Regions from separate parts of the Zea mays genome. Here region 2 is linked to region 1. A link is a contact called in public Hi-C data. All regions are on one chromosome and are shown on one strand. Each heading gives the region's core, a stretch centred on a gene start, on an enhancer-like site or on the middle of the called end of the contact. The rest is flanking DNA. Distances are from core to core; before and after follow the strand shown. Region 1 holds the start of LOC100276890 (photosystem II D1 precursor processing protein PSB27-H2, chloroplastic). Region 2 overlaps LOC100273070.

The links. Hi-C and Micro-C count contacts between places; a contact is called where the count stands out from the background.
Region 2: a contact with region 1 is called in a Hi-C map of leaf, with 2.3 times the contacts expected there. The contact joins the enhancer-like site here to the promoter of LOC100276890 in region 1. A contact is called at or near these places in 2 of 25 Hi-C or Micro-C datasets (both in leaf).

What each region holds. Positions count from the first base shown.
Region 1 is chr5:7,876,634-7,881,249 of Zm-B73-REFERENCE-NAM-5.0, reverse strand. LOC100276890 (photosystem II D1 precursor processing protein PSB27-H2, chloroplastic) reads right to left here and starts at 2,080. Exons shown (of 3, transcript XM_008646290.3): 1 at 1,800-2,080; 2 at 1,333-1,697; 3 at 1,008-1,250. The coding sequence starts at 1,923. The coding sequence ends at 1,113. LOC103625887 reads left to right here. Exons shown (of 11, transcript XM_008646287.3): 10 at 13-172; 11 at 409-979. The coding sequence ends at 409.
Region 2 is chr5:7,994,831-7,999,071 of Zm-B73-REFERENCE-NAM-5.0, reverse strand. It overlaps LOC100273070, which reads right to left. Exons shown (of 10, transcript NM_001365730.1): 6 at 4,019-4,094; 7 at 3,880-3,939; 8 at 3,642-3,745; 9 at 3,494-3,554; 10 at 2,397-2,949. The coding sequence ends at 2,554. Among protein-coding and RNA genes, the nearest start is that of LOC100273070, 3.6 kb to the right of the region's middle. Within about 2 kb of position 2,116, at least 15 of the 20 cell types and tissues checked have an H3K27ac peak or open chromatin away from gene starts, as enhancers often do. A contact at or near this core is called in leaf, where this site is marked.

The sequences.
Region 1 (4,616 bases), core at 831-3,330:
TCTCTTCTGTAGACAAAACTGAAAAATCATCTGATGTAGTCAATGAAGATTCGCTTTGCTCTGGTGCAAGTGCCGACCCCCTAGGTTCGGTGGTCAAAGAGCATGGGGACACCAGCAAAGATGCCGATGGTACTTGCAACGGTGATGTTTCACAGCGATCTCCTCTTTCCTGGTACGTGCAAGTAAAGCTTACATGTCTGGTTGAGATATCGATATAAATTGCGTAATGGACGTTACAATGTTGAGAATGTCACCTATTTTGATTTCGTAATCTAGTTAAAGAAAAATCCTGCTATATAGGGTGGTGTGTCGTAGATATCTTTGTCGGTCTGCCACAAAATAGCTGCAAATGTTAGTCATTCCACCACAATTAGACGTGTCTCATGACCTTTTTAATCTTTGTTGCAGATGGTAAGATTTGGTTGCAGCTTTCTGGGCCCCCCCAAGCTTTATATGGACGAAACCTCCGTTTGTTTTTGTACCTCTCGAGTTTTGACTCAGCAGCCAGCATGACAACCATCCGTTTGGCAGAAAGAGGCTTCCGGTTTTTTGCAGATTAGTTGCCGGGGCACCCCTGTAGTTGTACTCAGAATTTGACCATTGACTCGTCGGCCTGGGAAAAGAATCAGCCCGTGCAGTACTGAAAAGCGTTTACTCCAACCAGGAACCAGCTAACTTACTGTGCAGCTGAAAAGTCAGTATGCAGAATGTGGAGGATAATATCACTTCTTTTGTTTTTTTTTGGTCGTTAACTTAGAACTCCGAGGGCGAGTCGTCGTAAATGTTACACCAGTTGTTATTTTGTTAATAGCTTTTTTTTTAAAAATGTTTTCGCTAGCGCATTCCTAGAACCTTCTCATTTCTGTAAGATAGTTCTCGCCTCTGTAAGATAAACTAATGTATGCGCAAGCTAGAAATAGTCCGCCTGATCCGTCACGCGGAATTGGTTACCTAAACCCTGTTAATGTTTCGTTTTGCATCGTGTTGGAATGTGTGTGTTCTTCCTGTGAAGGAAAGCTTTTGCGGGTCATTATACTAGAGCGAAACCATATCATCGTTTGAGATGTGCGTTGCATGCAATGCAATACAATGTCCCTGAGGAGAAGCAAAATCTACAGGTAGGCGTCTGCGGCGCTGAGGTCATCGAGGATCTTGTTCTTGACGTCCTGTGGAAGCGAGGCGGACGGCCCTGCCTTGGAGTAGAACTCGGCCAGCGACCTGATCGCCTTCTCCAGCGCGACGTACGACTCCTGCAGTGCAGTGCCAGTGCAGTGAAGCAGGCGGGTAACTAAAAAAGAATCAGGTCATCGGCGGAGCCTCACGATCACGTACCTCGTCGGCGACGGCCTGCTGGCCCCTCCACCCGCCCAGGAACGCCCTGATGGACTCCTTGGCGGCGTCGGCGTTGCGGCGGAACCTGGCCATGTCGCCACCGTCGTCCTCCTCCAGCGACTCGCGGAGCGTGCGCACCACCTCCCTGGCCGCCTTGAGGTACGCCTTGGGCAGCACCTTCCCGGCCTTGGTCGTCTCGTTGGGGTCGAAGATGGACTTGATGGCGCCGAGGACGCCCTCCCCTCCGCTGCTCCCGTCGTCCTCCGCCGCCCTGACCGGCGCCGGCACCGCACCGCCCGCCAGGCCGAGGAGGAGGAGGGAGGCGGCGTGAGCTCTCCTGGTGACCGACAGCCTGGCTCCGCCGCCTGCTCTGTTGCGCGGCGGCACGCGAGGAAGTTAACCAAACGCCAGAGCACCGAGGAGGAGGAGCGAAGAGGGGGCAAGAACGATGGTGATGAGGCACGTACAGATAGGCCTGTGCCTGCTGTCCGGAGCTCGCTGCAGCTTAGGCGGTAGCTTAGGTGATGGCTGCGACGGCGACGAGCAGCACTTGTGCAGAGTGGACATCGGAGGCGGCGGAGGGGAAGACATTGCTGATCCTCCTTGCTACTACCTCTGCAATGCAGAAGCGTGCAATGGGTGCTTTGGATTGCTCCTACGTACCTTGTTCTTGGTTCAAGTCGAGCCTATGCTTGGTCCAATCCAAAACCTTATCTGCAGCGCTACATTGGCTTGGGCGCTTGGCTTGATATAGCCGTTCATATACAACAACAACAACAACAACAACAAAGCCTTTTTGTCCCAAGCACGTTGGGGTAGGCTAGAGATGAAACCCCGTATGAAAACCTCAGAGCTCAACCCCTAAAGAACAGAAAAGGGAAACAAAGGCAAAGGAGAACCGAAAACAACGAAACGGGGAAACACATAAAAGAGATAAAACCCACAAGGACCAGCAAGATCTAAAATGGACACAAGAAAAGGTCAAACGATTAAGGAGGAAAAGCGAAACTATCAATCAGGGTTCTGGCACGTGAATTGCACACTTCCACCCCTTCCTATCTGCGGCGAGCTCTTTATCAATATTCCACTCCTTCAGGTCTCTCTTCACAGCCTCTGTCCACGTCAAAGTTGGTCGGCCTCTACCTCTCTTCACATTTTCGGGACGCCTAATTATTCCGATATGCACTGGTGCCTCTTCAGGTCTTCGTTGGATATGTCCAAACCATCTCAAGCGATGTTGCATAAGCTTCTCCTCAATTGGCGCCACTCCTACTCTCTCTCGTATATCATCATTCCGGACTCGATCTCTCCTTGTGTGGCCACATATCCAGCGCAACATACGCATCTCTGCCACACTTAGTTGTTGGACATGTCATCTTTTAGTGGGCCAACATTCTGCTCCATACAACATAGCCGGCCGGATTGCTGTCCTGTAGAATTTGCCTTTTAGTTTGCGTGGCACCCGGTGGTCGCATAAGACACCCGCAGCTTGTCGCCACTTCAACCATCCGGCTTTAATTCTATGACTGACATCCTCATCGATGTCTCCCTCCTTTTGAAGCATTGATCCTAAGTAACGAAAAGTGTCTTTCTTGGGTACCACTTGCCCATCAAGACTAACATCGCCATCCTCATACCCCATGGCACTGAAATCACACTTCATATACTCTGTTTTAGACCTACTAAGCCTAAAACCTTTTGCTTCCAGCGTCTGCCTCCACAATTCCAACTTTTGAGAAACACCACTCCTACTCTCCTCAATAAGTACCACATCATCGGCAAAAAGCATACACCACGGTAAAACTCCTTGTATGTCCCTTGTGACCTCATCTATCACCAAAGCGAAAAGATAAGGGCTCAAAGCCGACCCTTGATGTAGTCCTATGTTAATTGGAAAGTCATCGGTGTCTCCATCACTTGTTCGGACACTTGTCACAACATTAGTGTACATATCTTTAATAAGATTAATGTACTTTGTTGCTACTTTGTGTTTTTCCAAGGCCCACCACATTACACTCCTAGGTACTTTGTCATAAGCCTTCTCCAAGTCTATGAAGACCATATGCAGGTCTTTCTTTTGTTCTCTGAATCTCTCCATAAGTTGTCTTAGTAAGAAAATGGCCTCCATAGTTGATCTCCCGGGCATGAAACCAAACTGATTTTGGGTCACGCTCGTCATCTTTCTCAGGCGGTGTTCAATGACTCTCTCCCATAGCTTCATTGTATGGCTCATGAGCTTAATTCCACGGTAATTAGTACAACTTTGAACATCTCCTTTGTTCTTGAAGATTGGTACTAATGTACTCCGCCGCCACTCGTCAGGCATTCTGTTTGCCCGAAAGATGGTGTTGAAAAGCTTAGTCAGCCATACTATCGCTATGTCTCCAAGACATCTCCATACCTCGATAGGGATACCATCAGGGCCCATCGCCTTTCCTACCTTCATCCTTTTTAGCGCCTCCTTAACTTCATATTCTTGTATCCTTCGTACAAAACCCCTGTTGTTGTCATCGAATGGTTCGTCCAATTCTATTGTAGCACTCTCATTCCCTCCATTGAACAATTTGTTGAAGTACTCCTTCCATCTGTTCTTGATCTCTTCACTCTTCACTAATAGTTGGTTTGCTTCGTCCTTGATGCATTTGACTTGGTTGACATCCCTTGTCTTCCTTTCACGAATCTTGGCCATCCTATAGATATCCTTTTCTCCCTGCTTTGTGTCCAGCCGTTGATAAAGGTCGTCATAGGCTTGACCCCGGGCTCTACTAACCGCTCGCTTTGCAGACTTCTTCGCTATCCTGTACTTCTCTATGTTTTCTGCACACTTGTCATGATGTAAGCGTTTGTAGCAATCTTTCTTCTCCTTGATAGCCTTTTGGACATCTTCGTTCCACCACCAAGTGTCTTTAACTTCCCTTCTGTTCCCTTGACTCAACCCAAACTCTTCTGAAGCTATCTTTCGGATGCATGTCGCCATCTTCCTCCACATGATATTTGCGTCTTCCTCTCCTGCCCAAGGGCCCTCCTCGATAACTCTCTTCTTGAAAGTTTGGGCCACATCACCTTTAAGCTTCCACCACTTTGTTCTAGTGACCTTGTTATGCTTATTTCGTTGTAAACGAATCCTAAAACGGAAGTCAGCAACGACAAGCTTATGTTGGGTTACCACACACTCTCCAGGTATAACCTTGCAATCTAAGCAGGCATGCCTGTCCTCTTTTCTCAAGAGGACAAAATCAATCTGGCTAGTGTGTTGGCCACTACTGAAGGTCACCAGGTGGGAT
Region 2 (4,241 bases), core at 867-3,366, 120 kb before region 1:
CATTTTCTTTCTGGCTACTTATTTGCATCTATCTCATGGATGTAGAGCAAAATCAAAAGTGGATTCTGAATTGAAGGTATATATTCTCCTGATTGCTGCATGTTGTTGCCTAATCCATGCTTTCAACTTTGTGCTAACCTTTTAGTTTCTTTTTTATATGTTCGATTGCATTGTATATGTAGATGTGGAAATTATTGTGCACTAACAATTTATCAAATCGAACAATTTGTATGTCATTGCAGTGCATGGGCATTGTACTAGCGAACTTCATCTGATGTTTGCTTTTTAGGAAGAAACTTACATGCTTTGAGTATGTGGTGCCTAATGGAAAAGATGTTGGTTCTCTTAATTTTTTAGAACAACTTTGCCATTGGTTCATACCAAATCCGTCTATTTTATGATGTGTATATTGTCTACTTCTAAATGAAGTTTATTGATGCATTCGACTAATAGAGCTATGTAATCAATATGATAAAATACTAAAATTGGATCTTTACATACCTTAAAAGATATAATAACAATTATGTATGGCTAGATCACAAGTGGATTACGAAATATTTTTCATTTCAATATAATATACATTTGTACATAAGTTATCGTGATATTATATGTTACCGTTGCAATGCACGGGCACCCACCTAGTAATATTTGAAAGGGAGGTTGTAAAGGGGAAGGTTATATTATAAGAAAAAAATAGAGGATAATTCTATATTGGGAAGTGGTCCTAGAAAAGGCGAAATTGAATGATGGGGATATCGACCAAAGCAAAATAAGTTTTATCCGTATATTCAAGCTGCATCTTTTAGCATCTTATAATCTTACCTCTGCAGTGTATCCTAGCAAGTAGATTACACTTTAATTTAGGTGTATATTATTCGCTTGCTTTGATCGTGTTGGCATCAATGACTAAAAAGAGGGGGATTGTAAGGAAAATGTTTCGACGACTATATAAAGTAAGATTTTAGATTTGATGATCAACATGACCATTTGAACTAACATTATTTGGTAGTGTATTTTAGGTTTGACGACTACTTTTATTTATTTTAGCTGTTATTTTTTAAAGACCTTATTTTGTGAAATAGATAATCTGATGGTCCCTTCACGGGCCAATCCGGCGGCGCCTGGGGCAAAGCGTTGAACCGCAGGTCTCTGGATCGTCAAAACGTGACGGTGAATTCAGCTTTGCCTTGTCACGTATGGACACTGGAGATCTTGGGCAGCCATACTGTTCATCAGATATTTCGCATTTGTTCTGATCCGGTTTGGACTGAACTTCCCCTGTCATCCAGCAAGCACGCACGAGCACACATCCAAGCTGCAGTTCGTCATGTTGGTTGAAGGGCCAATCAGAGGGTTGGTAGCCATGGAAAACCTGGCACGTAGCTTCTGTGACAAGCACGGCTGAACAGAGCAGGACAAGATAACATTGTTTAGAGACGCATTTGAGAAGTGAACGGATGGGCTATTGCCATGTTTCGCCAGAAAGAAGGCGGCAAAAGGCAGCCATCATGCTGTTGACCTTCTTGCGGTTGCGGAGAACTCTAATCTACCTGACCATATTTCGTGCCTGCCTTTGCTTTGCATCTCTCGTTCTCAGTTGATAGGGTCCCGTCTCCCGAACTTGTCTTGTCGTTCGACCCTTTTCATCTCCTCATATTGTGTTCATGTTTCGTTCATGGATGAGACGAACAATGCTCCACATCCCACGAAAGGCATATTTCCATGAAAGTCGTGACTTCCGATGATGCCAAAAATCCTCCGGAAAATGCATGAAAGGCTGTAAAGTTTGATGCAATACTATGGAAATACATGAAAGAAAGACCCATATGCTCTTCAAATTCAAGCGTAGGCGACAAACAGGCCGTTGGAGGGACGGGAAATACATACAATAATATAAACGTACATGAGCATAATATTTTATTCCTCCCGACACCACCGCAAGCATTGGGCGTGCGCAGGCCGTTCGTTCCAGCTCGGCCGGCGAGACCACATCGTGATCGGGCACGTCACGTAAGCTTTTCGAAAAGGAAACAGAAACGCTTGTCCTCACCGGCGTCACGTCGGCGACCATGTCGTGCGCCAGGACTCCGGAGAGAGACGACAACGGGGCCGGAATAATCTCCGTGCTTCCCCCATTGGTTCCTTCCGGGGGGCATCAGTCAGATGAGATGGCGACAAACAGACAGACAGGCAATCAAGTCACTCGGCGCAGCTCAATCAGCCGCAATTTGATTCCTTGCAGGAACGATCACACAACAACTCCTGCAATTATTCCATTTGGTTGTAGTGACGTTTAAAGCCACGGATCACGACGGATGAGGACAAGGAGACGCAAAAGCTGCTGCAGTTTTACTGGGAGCGATAAGCATGAATTACTGTTACAATACGCTCGTACTAAGAAAAGAAAAATCCTGGCAAATTTATTACTCTTACGGTTTCTGATACTACAGTAATATCTGTTTTTGTTTCTCTAAAAAAACAAACAAACAAAAAAGAGAACCGTTATAGCAACTCGATACCGCATGCTGAGCTAGTTCTTCATCCTCTTTTCAGCTAGTTCTTCATCTTCTTGTCGTTCCTACCTCTTTTCCTCTGCTCCCTCCTCTCTTCCGAGTAGTGCTTCTTCACCAGCATCTTATGCATGGAAACCTTCAGCGCAGCCAGCACTGAAGCTAGCACCTCCTCTTGCTTCGCGACGTCGAGGCTTCCTTGCAGTGCCAGAAGGAGCTTCTCACCGTGGGGTACATCGCCGTCTTCAAGGGTTGCAGGACCGGCATCGGAAGAAGATAATCTGTCCTTTTGGAAACACGTGATGATCCTTAAACGGGTCAATAGATGGGAGGAAGCCTGGCTGGGCATGTTTGATGCGCCCATGACAGTCCACAGGAGTTCCGAGGACGGGCTGGATGCTAGGCTAGTAGGAATATAACTCTTTTCCATTGTAATCACCTGCAATTAGATAAGGTGTATCAGGTCATCATCATTGGGACGAGAGCAAATGTTGTTGAACATCTGAGACATGCAAGACACACCATGGTTGAGCCCCACAAATGTGTCGAAATCTATCCAAGTTTTAACTTTTATGCTTCAATTGAACCCCACAAATATTCAAATGTCCATTTCAGCTTTTATGACTAATTACCATATCCAGTAAGACAGGAAGACTGGCGTATTTGCAAACTAGCCAAGTCATTATAATGGTATAAACAAAATAAGCTACACGTTAGGCTTATTGGTTACTAAACCAAATTCAATAAAACCAGGTTAAACCTAGCATGGAAAAGCTTTCTGGTCCTACAAAGTATAATGGCCATCAGCACTGACCCAAATAAATAAATAATATAAAACTCTGGCTACAGACCAAGTGACCAGACCAGTATCAACAGTGATAATGGTAACCCTTGTTTATAAGCAAGACCTAGCTTGTTTATAAACAAGAACTAGGCTGCGTATGTTATCTCAGGCCACCAAATTGTCTACGAAATAGACATACCTTTAGGAAAGATAGCTTCTTTCCTACCAAATCACATGCTAAAAGCATTATGCCACTGAAACTGCAGAGTGAAAAAGTAGGACAATGTTAGAACACAATAAATACTATCACTTTCTTGGAGATACATTGCCCCACAAGTCAAGCTAACCTTTGAATAGCTACAGCAACCAATGAGCCATCATTACTCGGACATATATCTGTAATGGCTAGGCTGCTATCATCTGTTTCATTTGGTCCTAAGAGTTCTGCCATCTGCAAGTAGCTCTAACAATTGTAGTATATACCATAATAATTTGGAAAATTTAAAATTGAGAACAAAAAAAATGTTTATTAGTATTTTTTAACAAAAGATGCAAAGAGATGTCTCCAACTCTCCAAAATGCTACCTTATCTTTGGCTTGAAATGTATCAAGGAGACATCCATTTACATAGTCCCACAGGCGAACCTTAACAGATGAAACAATGTTAGGAGAAGATTGCAGAGAAAAAAAACATGTCAATACACTTAAAAGACTATGTACCCACAGTTGAATCACCTCCTCCTGATATAAGAAAACTCTGGTTTTCAGATATGCTAGTGAAGGTGATGCATGATACAAAGCTGCAAGAAGAGTCACAACCAATTGTCAACCATAGACTAAGCTCTGAAACTCCTATGACAGATCCCAACCAGTAAACCCAAATTGTTATATACATTAAAAGAACCTAAAAACAGAATTAAAAAACTGTCAACAATAGCATTGTACAC